Regions from separate parts of the Arabidopsis thaliana genome. Here region 2 is linked to region 1. A link is a contact called in public targeted proximity ligation data. All regions are on one chromosome and are shown on one strand. The core of a region is the stretch at or near the end of the contact, and the rest is flanking DNA. Distances in the headings are between cores, read along the strand shown.

Region 1 (6,243 bases), core at 3,212-5,711:
TAAAACTAAATAATAAATGTTAGTGGCATTCTTTGTAAATAAATCCAAACTACAAGATTTATTTCATAAAATGACTGAAAAAATGTATATGTAGATTAGGATCATGTTATATGTATCGTGTCTTGCCGGTTTGGTTACTTAGGAACTCATTCTGAAGTAGTCTCATTCCACTATAAGGGCATCTCCAATGGTTATCTTCAAATATTTCTTCAAAATCAAAATTTCTTTAAATTTGAAGGTAAAAATGAAGCAAGCCTTTTCCAATGGTTTCATTCATTTTGCACTTTAAAAAAATTTATTCTAAAGTATATTCTATCTCTATTTTATTATTAATTATTGATATACCCTTTACTTTCTAAACTTATGAACTTTAACCCATTTGTTTAATAAATAGCAAATAGTCCAACAATTTTATTTAGAGTACATTATTATAAAGAAAATCACATTACATAACATTAATTAAAAATATATATTTATGATACAATTATACACATATAATTCTCCCACAAATGATCTTTAATGCGACTAGGGGTAGGGATGGACGTTTGGGTTCAGATCGAGTATTTCGGATTCTTGGTTTTTCGGATTTAAAGGTATACAACCCGTTCAGATAATTTTACCGACTCGGATCAGATATTTTGGTTTATGATTCGGATTACCCGAAATTCAAAAATAACCAAATCTATCCAAAATACTCAAAGTACACAAAATATCTAAAAACCTTGAACATTTACTACCCAAATTTACTCAAAAATAGATTAAATACCCAAAAATATCTAAAATATCCAAAAAATCCTAATATTTTTTGAAACTAAAATTATTACAAATATAAATATTAATAATATATTATTATTATGTACTTAACTTATGGGTATGTTCATATATCCGTTCAAATACGATTCAGATCAGATTCAGATTCGAATTTTTGGATTTGAAATTATAGAACTCGTTCGGATATATTAAAATTTCTTGTTTGGGTTTTGCATCAGGTTTTTCGGATCTAGTTCGGATTCGCATATTATACCAAGAATAACGTAGAAAATGCCTTATTTATTTTATTTAATAAAAAAAATTAGATATAAAAGCCCAAACTAAGAAACATCTGAAAAGACCAAAATGTTTTTAAAAAGCAAACTGAAACTTGGGGCCGGAGATGTCCAGATTGAACATTGAAACATTGTAACTGTGTAGGGGTGAATAACGAAAGAAGAGATAAATACATGGCTCAAAATGTAAAAACAGATAAATAAAGGGGTGGATTCAGAAATAAGGGAAAGAAGAAGGTGTATATAAAACCAAGAAACCCTAGAAGAAGAAAAAACAAATTAGTGCCTGAGGCCGAGCGCTTCCCTCTTTAGTGAGGGGTGGCGTGGTATACCACGAGAAGGGATTACTGTGGCGTACCCTAAGGGGTGCGTAGGCGCATATCAGAGAATCAGGGCTCTTTCTCTGCTTTGCTGTTTCCTTTAAGCTTTAGGCTGTCAAAGCAGAGACGTTCTTTGCCCTACATTTTTTGTTTTTCGATCTCAATCTTTGGTTTTGAATTCTTCAGATTATTTTTGGTTCTTTTACGAGTCTTTTGATGTTGATGATTAGTCTTTTATTGAGACACTAATTCGCAATATGTTATATTGATCTTCGATAACCTTTCTTTGGTTCAAAATATTCTTAGATTTTTAAAATGGTGATTAGGTTTTGGTTAATTTTGTTTTTGGTAATCGTCGTTGTTCGTATCGTTGTGCCAAGATTTGGTTATTTCCGGTTATCTGTGGTTAAATATCGGTTATTTATTGTTCTGGTATCAATCATTCAATACATTGCAAAGAGTTCATCAATCTGAAAATGGTAATTAGTTTTTGGTTAATTTTGTTTTACCGGTTCGCGGGTGTTCGTATTGTTGTGCCAAGATTTGGTTATTTCCGGTTATATGTGGTTAAATCTCGGTTATTTATTGTTCTGGTATCAATCATTCAATACATTGCAAAAAGTTCATCAATCTGAAAACGATTGATATGCAGTGAAGATATATTTATTTAGAACAAGATCACAAACAGTTTAAACTCGAAAGAATCATATAATTGGTGATCTGTGTTCATTAGTTAACTTTAGTGAAATGTAATTAATCAGCAAAACATTACATAGTCGATGATTCATGAATTGTATCTTAACTAAATTTCAAGTCAAATAATGTGAGAGCAAAAGTAGATTTGCAACATTACAAAGGTATGAACATTTTACAAGAACATAAATGAGAAGAAGCTCACATTTTTGTCTCAGTAAAATAAGTTGATGAGACAGCTAAACCTTCATGGTCATATGTGCGGATGAGTCTTTGTCTTGAGCTCGGCGATTCAAGCCAGCAGAATTCTAAGTGGAAAGACTTTAAATCAGCAACACACTTTGATACGTCGCAAGGACATCCCATGTACATACCTCCGGGTAACAGAGTCATTTGGTATCCTTCCGCGAATGTAACCAAGTCTTTCGACATTTTCCCTTCCCAGTGCACATTTGTTGTTACTTTTTTCTCATCCGATGTCGACGAAATATCCTGATTCACATCGAGTTCAGAGGCATTCTCATATAAACAGAAGTTAATAAAAGGCTATGTGGGATTGTTGAACAGTATTATATACCTGGACTACTTGACCTTTGTCATTCATTTCAAGAACAGCAACAGTATCGGCTTCTGATAGTGTTGCTCCATAGACACCGCTTCGTTTTGTTACCGAACGACCTTTCCAAGTACCGAGAAATGGGTTTATCCTTTCTGCATCGTTCTGTAACAAAGGGGAACATATATTGGTATGGCAGTAAAATGCTTTATGAGCATGAATCAATAACAACAAACTACCTGAGCGTTATCGAGGACTGGATGAGCGAGATTCTCTAACCCTCTTTCCTCGAGGAAAACAATAAGCATTTCAAGAACACCTTTAGGATCCATGATGTGAAAGGCTCTAGCCCTTCTATCTATCTCCTTAGAATACAAACAGTTCTCACATACTAAAGACGGACGCCGAGATGGAAGTTTAAGATTTCTGAAAACAAATTGTTATAAGCTTCATGGAGCATTAAAATGTTTATACATAAGAAGGAGCCAATAGACATGAGAAACCAACCTTGGTGATTCTTCTCCCGTGTCATCCTCCCCGAGCACGCCCTGCCTTAACGTCGTATCCAACATTCCAGCGGTTTGGTACCTCAGCGAAAACGCTCTCTCCTTTGGGAAAAATCCAATCTGCAGACTACTGATGATGGATATCAAGATAGTCATCAAATACTTAAGAGACAAATCACAAAACTCAAACTTAGTATCTTGACTAATAGAGATAAACAGAGCTACTCTCACCTGCTGATACTTGTCCACAGTGAACATATTGGTTTCTTTAATTTTGTACTCTACCCATTCCGGTTCCTCTTCCTCCTCTTCGGAAACTGAAGTAGCTGATGTAGGCTGCTTTATATATAACCTAAACAATACAAACACAAAGACTGGTAATGCAGAGCAAAAACCATTGCTTCTGGATACATTATATAGGAAACAACAATACCAATGAGCATCAATAAATATATGAATAAACTTCGTGAGGACACACAATTTCTTACACATCATTGAAAATTCACAAACTTTTCTATAGTACAAACACAATACAGATTAGTAAACTAGTTGTACAGAGCAAAAACCATTGCTTCACACAAAATCAACATATAGTGTACAAGAAAAATCTTCAGGTATGCTAAATGATATCCATTTGTTCCAAATAGTAAACAAGATAAACTTCAAATTTGCTCCAAATTCATAGAATAATCATATAAAGTTCAAGACTTTATATACTTCCTATTGCCAAATTCTCCATCAACTGATTCCTAAAGATAATTGAATCCTAAATTACACACAATCCATGTTCCAAAAACAGTTATTCCCATTGAAGCAGAAACACAGATTCTCAGAAACATACGATTGATTAAGACTAAGGAGCTCATCTTCTCCATAAGAACTAGCTGAAAGACGTGTATCAATCTTATGTAACAAATTCCCATTACCATCAAATTGCTGCAAAAACAAAAACAAAAAGAGAGAGTCTTTAGCATAAATCTAACAAAAAGGAGCAAACTTTAGGGTTTATGGGTGACTATACATGAAAGGAGCCAGTCCATTTTCCGACATTAAGATCGACGAATCCTCGTAAATTGTCAATACTCATTGATTCATCGCTTGTTCTCTTGTCATCTTCTTGAACCGTCATGGATCTTATAACAAAGCTTCTGCTGGTTCCATAGTCTGAGCGTAGAATTGGGGAACGAATGGGTTTAAGGGATTTGGATAGTGGAGTAAAAGGAAGTGAGCAAGTGAAGGAAGTAGCAGCAGCCATGGAGGAGCTCTTGAGCGAGTGAGTGATTTTGTCTTTGTGAATGTATCTTATCTACAAACGACACTGGCAATAAAACCGGACCGGATTTGAAGTTATATCGAAATGTCGGAAATCGGAACCAAATCTGAATTAAACCGAACCGGATTTAAACTGAACCCGAATTTTGTAGAGCTTATTTGAAATATTTAATAGAATTTATAGACAATTAATTAGCCAGAAAATAGAATTGTTAGGAAAAAATTATTGAACGAGGGAGCGAAGCAGCAGAAATAAGCTTTGGTAATTTTGATATCAAATTTCAACAAAAAGTTTTTTTTTCTTTTGCTGGAAGAATTGGGTGAAGACGAAGATTAATATATCAAGGAAGATCATCTATGGGTCGTATTATTACGAGTGGGTCAAGTCGGGTTTTAATTTGGTTTCATATAGAACTTATGTGGTTTGTTGTTCGGTTTAGATTGTAAATCGAGTAAAACCAATGTCTGTTTAGATTTTGACAATAACTAGCCTTGAAAATTCAAGTATCCGTTATAGGCAAGTCGAATAACAAGTCGGTTAATTTTATTACTTGCAAGTCCAAGTCAAGTATCATAATATTTTTGATAGTTGCTTCGTTATTTGCCTCATTTTGATATTTGTCATATTACTCGTTACTTGTATATGTGACTTGTGGGATCGTTAACAACTAGATCTAGACATAACTTTCTCCAGAACCTACTCTTTTAATAAGTCCTTTATTAACTAGAGATCTACCTGAACAAATATTTCTCCATCTATAGGATGGAGAGTATGAATTATATTATTCAAAGGGTTGGATTTCCGAAAATAACGTCCTTTAAAAACCCGCGCAAAGAGTGAATTTGGAACCGTGATTAAACGCCATAATTGTTTAGCTAGAAGAGCCGAATTAAAATTGTCTACACTACGAAAACCCAAACCCCCTTCCGATTTACTATAACACACCTTATCCCATGCCATCCAATGCATACCTCTAGATTCACCATTTGAACTCCACCAGAATTTTGGGATTGCACTCGTGAGCTTCGATGTGATTGTTTTCGGTAGTGTAAAGCAAGACATAACATAAGTTGGTAATGCCGTAGCTACCAATTTAATCATCACCTCTTTTCCTCCTTTCGATAAAAACTTAGCTGACCATCCATTTATCCTATTTTGTAATCTATCTCTAACAAAAGAGAACATTTTTGTTTTAGATCCACCTAGACTTTCTGGTAAACCAAGACAGGAGCCCATACCACCAAGATTAGTGATTCCCTGTTGATTTTATTTCTGCCTTAAGTGAATCATCTACCTTATGACCAAACTGTATCGAGGACTTTGAAAAATTTATTTGTTGTCCTGAAACCGCTTCGTATTGCTTTAAAATTTCCAAGATTACTCCACACTGCTCTTTGCTAGCTTTGCAAAAGAATAAACTATCATCTGCAAATAACAAATGAGTTACAGAGGAGCTTGCCGTATCTACTTTCATACCAGTAATCAATTTTCGTTGTTCAGCTTTTCGAATATTCGCAATAAGCACCTCCGTACATAGAATAAATATGTAAGAAGATAGCGGATTTCCTTGTCTTTAATCTCTCCCCGGTACTATCAAGCCTCTAGGTTATCTATTAATAAAAACCTGATATTGGACTGTTGTTGTAGACCACATTATCCATGAAATCCACTTTTCGCAGAAACCCATTTTTCTATATTATCCATGAAATCATGTACACTTTTTTATTATGAAATAACGAATATTGTAATAAAAATAAAGTTATTAATTTTCTAAAGAATCTTACCTAAACTACTTTTTATTTTTGAAAACTTTATAAATCACCAAGGTTATGCCGGTAGTTAAACCAAA
Region 2 (6,857 bases), core at 1,060-3,559, 34 kb after region 1:
TACACATAGCACCGAAGCTAATCTCTGCTCTTTCTCTCTGTCGTCAAACGAATTTAGCTGTTAGGGTTTTTAATCAGGTTCAAGAACCAAATGTTCATCTTTGCAATTCTCTGATTAGAGCTCATGCCCAGAACTCTCAGCCTTATCAAGCTTTCTTCGTTTTCTCAGAGATGCAAAGATTTGGTCTTTTTGCTGATAATTTCACTTACCCGTTTCTTCTTAAAGCTTGTTCTGGTCAATCATGGTTACCTGTGGTGAAGATGATGCATAATCATATAGAAAAATTGGGGCTTTCTTCTGATATTTATGTACCCAATGCTCTCATTGATTGTTATTCTAGATGTGGTGGTTTGGGTGTTAGAGATGCTATGAAGTTGTTTGAGAAGATGAGTGAAAGAGATACTGTGTCTTGGAATTCGATGCTTGGTGGGTTAGTGAAAGCTGGGGAATTGAGAGATGCACGGAGACTGTTCGATGAAATGCCTCAGAGGGATTTGATTAGTTGGAATACTATGTTGGATGGTTATGCTAGGTGTAGAGAGATGAGTAAAGCGTTTGAGTTGTTTGAGAAGATGCCTGAGAGAAATACTGTGTCTTGGTCGACGATGGTTATGGGTTATAGTAAAGCTGGGGATATGGAAATGGCTAGAGTTATGTTTGATAAAATGCCATTGCCTGCTAAAAATGTTGTCACTTGGACGATAATTATTGCTGGGTATGCGGAGAAGGGGCTTTTGAAGGAGGCTGATAGATTAGTTGACCAAATGGTGGCTTCAGGATTGAAATTTGATGCTGCGGCTGTGATTAGTATCTTGGCTGCTTGTACTGAGTCTGGTTTGCTCAGTTTAGGAATGAGGATTCACTCCATACTGAAAAGGTCTAATCTCGGTTCGAATGCTTATGTGTTGAATGCACTACTTGATATGTATGCAAAATGTGGTAACCTAAAGAAAGCGTTTGATGTGTTTAACGATATACCCAAGAAGGATCTCGTGTCTTGGAACACTATGCTTCATGGTCTTGGCGTTCATGGCCACGGAAAGGAAGCAATCGAGCTTTTTTCGAGAATGAGAAGGGAAGGGATTCGGCCTGATAAAGTCACGTTTATTGCTGTTTTGTGTTCCTGTAATCACGCGGGTCTCATTGATGAAGGAATAGATTACTTCTACTCAATGGAGAAAGTATATGATCTTGTTCCACAAGTTGAACACTATGGTTGTCTTGTTGACCTATTAGGTCGAGTAGGGCGGTTAAAGGAAGCGATAAAGGTTGTCCAAACAATGCCAATGGAGCCCAATGTTGTTATTTGGGGTGCTCTTCTTGGAGCGTGCAGGATGCATAACGAGGTGGATATTGCTAAGGAAGTTCTGGATAATCTGGTTAAATTAGACCCTTGTGATCCTGGAAACTATTCGCTTCTGTCAAATATTTATGCAGCAGCAGAGGATTGGGAAGGAGTTGCTGACATAAGATCAAAGATGAAGAGTATGGGAGTAGAGAAACCATCTGGAGCTAGTTCGGTTGAATTGGAGGATGGGATACATGAATTTACAGTGTTCGACAAATCACACCCAAAATCTGATCAAATATATCAGATGCTTGGTAGTTTAATTGAACCTCCAGATCCTGGTGAGCTGGTTGCTGTTCGATAAACTGCTTAGTTTATGTCCAGATCATTAGGTATTATATCGATTATAGGCTGTGAGCATCAGCACTGTGGCCTAGGCCAAAAATTTGTAGTTCATTTTCCAAAGGAACACAAAGATGGTTTTATCCTTGTAACGAGTTCGAGTACTGTATATAGAGCATAATTTATAAATCTTGAGATCAATTTGATTTTGCAATACTAACTCCCGTCTCCAGACATGGGGTTTCTGGTTCTTAATCCAATAACAGGTTCTGTGACCAACCTTGAAGATGACAGTAACAAGAGAAGACTAGGCAGGACCAAAGACATTCAAACTCCCACATAACCTCATTGTGAGTAATATTGTGACTTCGTGAAAATTCCACTGATGATGTATTGTCGGTGATGTATTATCATTGGACGTCAGTGTGATGACGTATTGCTGGTGATGTTACCTTTGGATGAACCAACTAGTTATTTAGAATGATGTTTAGATGGTCAAATTAGAACAAAACTCGTGGGGTTTATTTTATTACAAGAATCAATGTCTTAATGATGTTGAGTTGATCTCTTAAGTTTCCTTTTTGTAGTGATATTCCCATTGAAATAGTAATAAAATAATGGAGAAAAGAGGACCACCAATAGTGCTTCCTTGATTTGTTCCATCCACAATAGATGACTTTGATCATACCAAAAAAAAAGTCTAAACCCGTTATAATGGTCATTCACTTGTTCTTAAGACCCTTTTATGAATGATCCAAATTTTACTGATTCACGTAAGAAAAAAAAGAGAGATAGAGGATTAGAGATTATGGGGATGAAGTTTATCTAGTTGGTGGATGTAGTAATTATACGTGCTTTTTTTCCACAGGAGTGGGTAAGTAACTGCAGAGGCAAACCTTGAGTGGCCACTAGGGTTACACATCATCAAAAAAAAGGTGATAAAAGATTTGTCTCTTATCCAAAATCCAAAGGCATATGGAAATGTTTATCTTTAAATACATCAACACCTTAAAGGTTACGGTATATCCATTGCCCATTCCTCTGACTAGGACGACCCCTTTAGAACTTAATACATTCAGCCTGTGGTTCACAGTTCTCCACTCTCTTATATTTAGATGTTATTTTTCTGTTCTACCTTCTCTTCATAGGAACTAAAGTGAATTGAGTCAGAGAAAAAGAGAAAGAGAGAAGGTAACATGGATGCTTGTTTTCTTACCTCAAGATCAATCTCTGGTGTTAAAGAGCTTGTCCCGTTCATCAAAGCGAGAATCTTTACTTGCCCCAAGAGAAATTCTGGCCAATTTGTTACCAGGAAGGTTGCTTCTCCGATCTCTGTAAATTGTAAGTAAGATCTCTTTCATGGTCATTTTGATCTATAAGAATGGCCTGAGTATCGCAATAACATGTCTTGGTTTGGGAATTTGCCTGTCTTGAGTGAAATTATTGTAGCTGATGAGAGCATTTTGGTTTGAGTAGGTTCTCTTTCGGATTCATGGAAGCCACTGGAAGATGATGCTGATCTCTTCAAGGATTGTGTCAACAATTCTACATCAGATGCTGATTGGAGGGAGTTCAGGGCAAGGCTTGTTGCAGGGGAACAAGCTGCAACGTCCGAGAAGGATCAGCCCTCGTGGTCTAACCCGGACATGGTGGTGGACTATCAGCCATCATCGTCCTCACTGATCACAATTGGAAGCAAATGGGCACACAAGATCCATGAGCCAGAGACAGGCTGCCTCCTAATCGCCACAGAGAAGCTAGACGGTGTCCACATCTTCGAAAAGACGGTGATCCTCCTCCTCTCTGTTGGACCCTCAGGTCCTATAGGAGTCATCCTAAACCGTCCATCTCTGATGTCTATTAAGGAGACCAAGTCAACGATATTAGACATGGCAGGAACGTTTTCAGACAAAAGACTCTTCTTTGGTGGACCTTTGGAAGAAGGGTTGTTCTTGGTGAGTCCAAGGAGTGGTGGAGACAACGAGGTTGGTAAGAGCGGAGTATTCAGACAAGTGATGAAAGGATTGTACTATGGAACGAGAGAGAGTGTAGGATTGGCTGCAGAGATGGTGAAGAGGAATTTGGTTGGAAGAAGTGAGCTTAGATTCTTTGATGGGTATTGTGGTTGGGAAAAAGAGCAGTTAAAAGCAGAGATCTTGGGAGGGTATTGGACTGTTGCTGCTTGTAGCTCCACTGTTGTTGAGCTTGGTTCAGCTGTCCAAAGTCATGGTCTTTGGGATGAGGTTCTTGGGCTTATTGGGCCTCAAACGGGCTCTGTTATCTAAACCTTGTTTTTGTACTGCATTTCACTAATGGTTTATGGTATGACTATGTGTATGGTTTATCAATGTACTGTATGTATTAAACATCCATCACTAATTTATATTTGTTTGTTTCTCGTTTAATAGCCTAAAAATAATTACAAGGAGATTAAGAAAAACATATGAACCTTAATAATTACTCCATCTTCTAAACTGTAATGTATAATGATAGTCACAATGCCATTGGTTGTCAAAACAAAAAAATGGTTTTATCATGTTCAAACGAAGCATATACAACTTTGGTACTTGATACTTGCCTTGTACTTGCGAGTCTTCAAATTTTGTGACTCTTTACCCGGCTTGTCTATTACGGGTATTTGTTTTTTCAAGGCGAGTACTGTGCAAGTAACGAGTCCATCAACTTTAGAAGATGGATTATATTGGTTACTAAGAAAATCTCAAAAAGTCAAAATCTAACAAATATTTCGTGTTGTATGAGGTTGCGTGCAACTTCAATTGGATTTCTTAGTTAAAAAATAGAGTCATCAATATAGATTCAGACGGCTGAATAGTCTTATAAATATCTTTTATTTTTGTCTAAGTAAATTTGAAAACACTGCCTATTTTTTTGTGCACCAAATACGTCATTACGGAGTTGAGCGATTACAATGAGAGAAACACAATCGGACATTATTCAAAGTGCATATCAGCTAAATCATAAGAAAAGAAGCTAAAACAACAAGAGTATATATATAGAATTGAGAAACTAAAAGAAAAAGTAAACTATTAAACTCAAGGTTTATATAAACTCAAGAGCCTAACATACAACACAATGATCGAAAGTACTTATAAATTCAATTTTTATTCAAGAAATAAAATGAAAGTGTCAAGAGAGTCTATGCCCTCATTTTTTAGTTGTTTCTCACGTGGTCATGAGCTTAACGACGCTAAAACCACCATCAACCACCAGATTCTGACCGCTAATATAAACCGAATCATCAGAAGCCAAAAACAAAGCTGCTTCTGCGATGTGGCGAGCTTTAAGCACCACACCTTTGAGATTCCCTAGGGCTTCACCATATTCTTCAAGCATCTTCACCGCTTCCTCATTGTAGGCGCTAGTCATCCCCGTGGCAACCCCATACGGTGCAACACCGTTGACTCTAATACCGTACTGCCCCAGTCCAGCACACGCTGATCGGATCAGCCCGAGAAGCGCGTGCTTAGAAGCCGTGTAACTATGAGGTCCCGGACCACCTATCTCTGCCGCAATACTCGTCGTACATACAATGGAGCCACGAGTACCACTAGCCACCATCGAACGTGCCGCGTGTTTGATAAACGCAGCCGCACCGCGAACGTTAACCGCCATCGTTCGATCAAACGCCTCAAGATCCAAATCAAGAACGCTTCCAAACGCTTCCAAGACCCCGGCGTTACTAAACAGAACGTCAAGCTTTCCGTGTTTTTCAACGGTGAACTTAACGGCGTTCTCGACATCCGTCTCGTCGGTTACATTACAACGGTAAAAACTTGCTTTGTCTAGCCCTATCGAAACGGCGAGGTTTTGGCCAAGCTCTTCTTGTATGTCCACGATGACCACTTTAGCTCCATGGTCCGTGAACAACCTAACCGCTTCAGCTCCAATCCCACTAGCTCCGCCTGTTATAATTGCGATCTTGCCATCCAATCTTCGGTATATATATTAGACAAGTAAGTATATTATTAATCAACGTATGAATGAATGCAAAATGAAGTTGTAAGAGTTTATAGCAAAAAATAAAACTAAAAAAAATGAAGTCGTACGAGTTTATAGCAAAAAATAAAACTAAAAAAAATGAAGTCGTACGAGTTTATAGCAAAACATAAAACTATAAAAATGAAGTTGTAAGAGTTTATAGCAAAAAATAAGACTAAAAAAACGAAGTTGTACGAGTTCATAGCCAAACAAAAAATGAAGTTGTAAGAGATGAAACACTTGCCTAAGTCCCGACATTGTTTTGTTGTATTTCCACTTTTGAAAAGACCACCAAAAATTGAATGTATCCTTCTTGAGGGATTGCAAAGGATATATAATGTTAAATATAACCAAGAGTTTTGGCATTTACCATTTAAATATAATTCAACGTTCCTCACGCTCTTAATAATTAAACTCCATATCCTTGTCCAGCAAACCTTATATATTGTTGTCACTTGTCAGCATCTATAATATATAGTTTTACTATAAAACAAGAGCCCACAAATATGATCGTATAAATGCATAAATAGTTTAAGTAGAAGTTTCACATGGGTTTAACGATGCTATATAGTCAAGTCAACATATTATGTCCGCTATTGACGGGATATGCGAGTGGCCATGATCTGCTTCTTCCTTATTGGTTACAAAATTACATAATTTTATCGATCATTTTACTAGCTACATTTGGTTACTCTATTTAAAAGAAATCAAAATTTTTCTTTTTTGGTTAAAAAAGAAAGAATTATATCAAAAGTTTCTCAAATTTCAATACTTTCATGTCGAAAACAAATTCAACAAAACTTGGCACGATTTGTACTGATACGTTCTTGTCAACATCTACAATATCTTTTGTGCGTGCCTTCCACGGCTCCAGCTAAGCTTACGTGTTTGAAGAATAATAATTGGGTTGATAGTCATTGACCCTAATTATGAGAATCAAACTGTTACCAATTGTCGAGGTCACTGTCACGGTAGTTGTCACGACGCTATATGTATGATATGGGTTTTAATTATCCCTATGAAATATTCTCTCGAATAAAAGATCGAATGTAATATTTAGGAATCAAAAAAGATCGAATGTAATATTTAGGAATCAAATTTTACATAGTTCATACAACAAATTATTGGCTTTCGAATAAAACTAAACAAAAATTTCCAATATTAAAATTACAATAATAAAGTAATTAAATTGGTTCTGTGGAAGAAGGCGCTAGACTTAAGGAAATTC

What was found.
Region 2: a targeted proximity ligation map of shoot shows a contact between it and region 1, with 16 read pairs. A contact is called at or near these places in 17 of 26 Hi-C or Micro-C datasets (callus, cotyledon, flower and 7 more), 2 of 2 datasets of targeted methods (seedling and shoot) and 1 of 3 other capture datasets (seedling).

Annotation. Positions count from the first base shown.
Region 1 is chr3:11,152,832-11,159,074 of TAIR10.1, forward strand. It overlaps AT3G29185 (glutamate NMDA receptor subunit epsilon-1, putative (DUF3598)), which reads right to left and starts at 4,462. Exons shown (of 7, transcript NM_113842.4): 1 at 4,143-4,462; 2 at 3,963-4,057; 3 at 3,353-3,473; 4 at 3,123-3,241; 5 at 2,855-3,041; 6 at 2,637-2,780; 7 at 2,087-2,551. The coding sequence starts at 4,376. The coding sequence ends at 2,261. AT3G05715 (a small nucleolar RNA gene) reads left to right here and starts at 1,412; the gene lies at 1,412-1,512. It also overlaps the pseudogene AT3G29187.
Region 2 is chr3:11,188,954-11,195,810 of TAIR10.1, forward strand. It overlaps AT3G29240 (PPR containing protein (DUF179)), which reads left to right and starts at 2,310. Exons shown (of 2, transcript NM_180317.3): 1 at 2,310-2,971; 2 at 3,107-4,091. The coding sequence starts at 2,827. The coding sequence ends at 3,915. AT3G29230 (Tetratricopeptide repeat (TPR)-like superfamily protein) reads left to right here. Exons shown (of 1, transcript NM_113847.2): 1 at 1-2,242. The coding sequence ends at 1,652. It overlaps SDR4 (NAD(P)-binding Rossmann-fold superfamily protein), which reads right to left and starts at 6,218. Exons shown (of 2, transcript NM_001339015.1): 1 at 5,874-6,218; 2 at 4,436-5,582. The coding sequence starts at 5,995. The coding sequence ends at 4,814.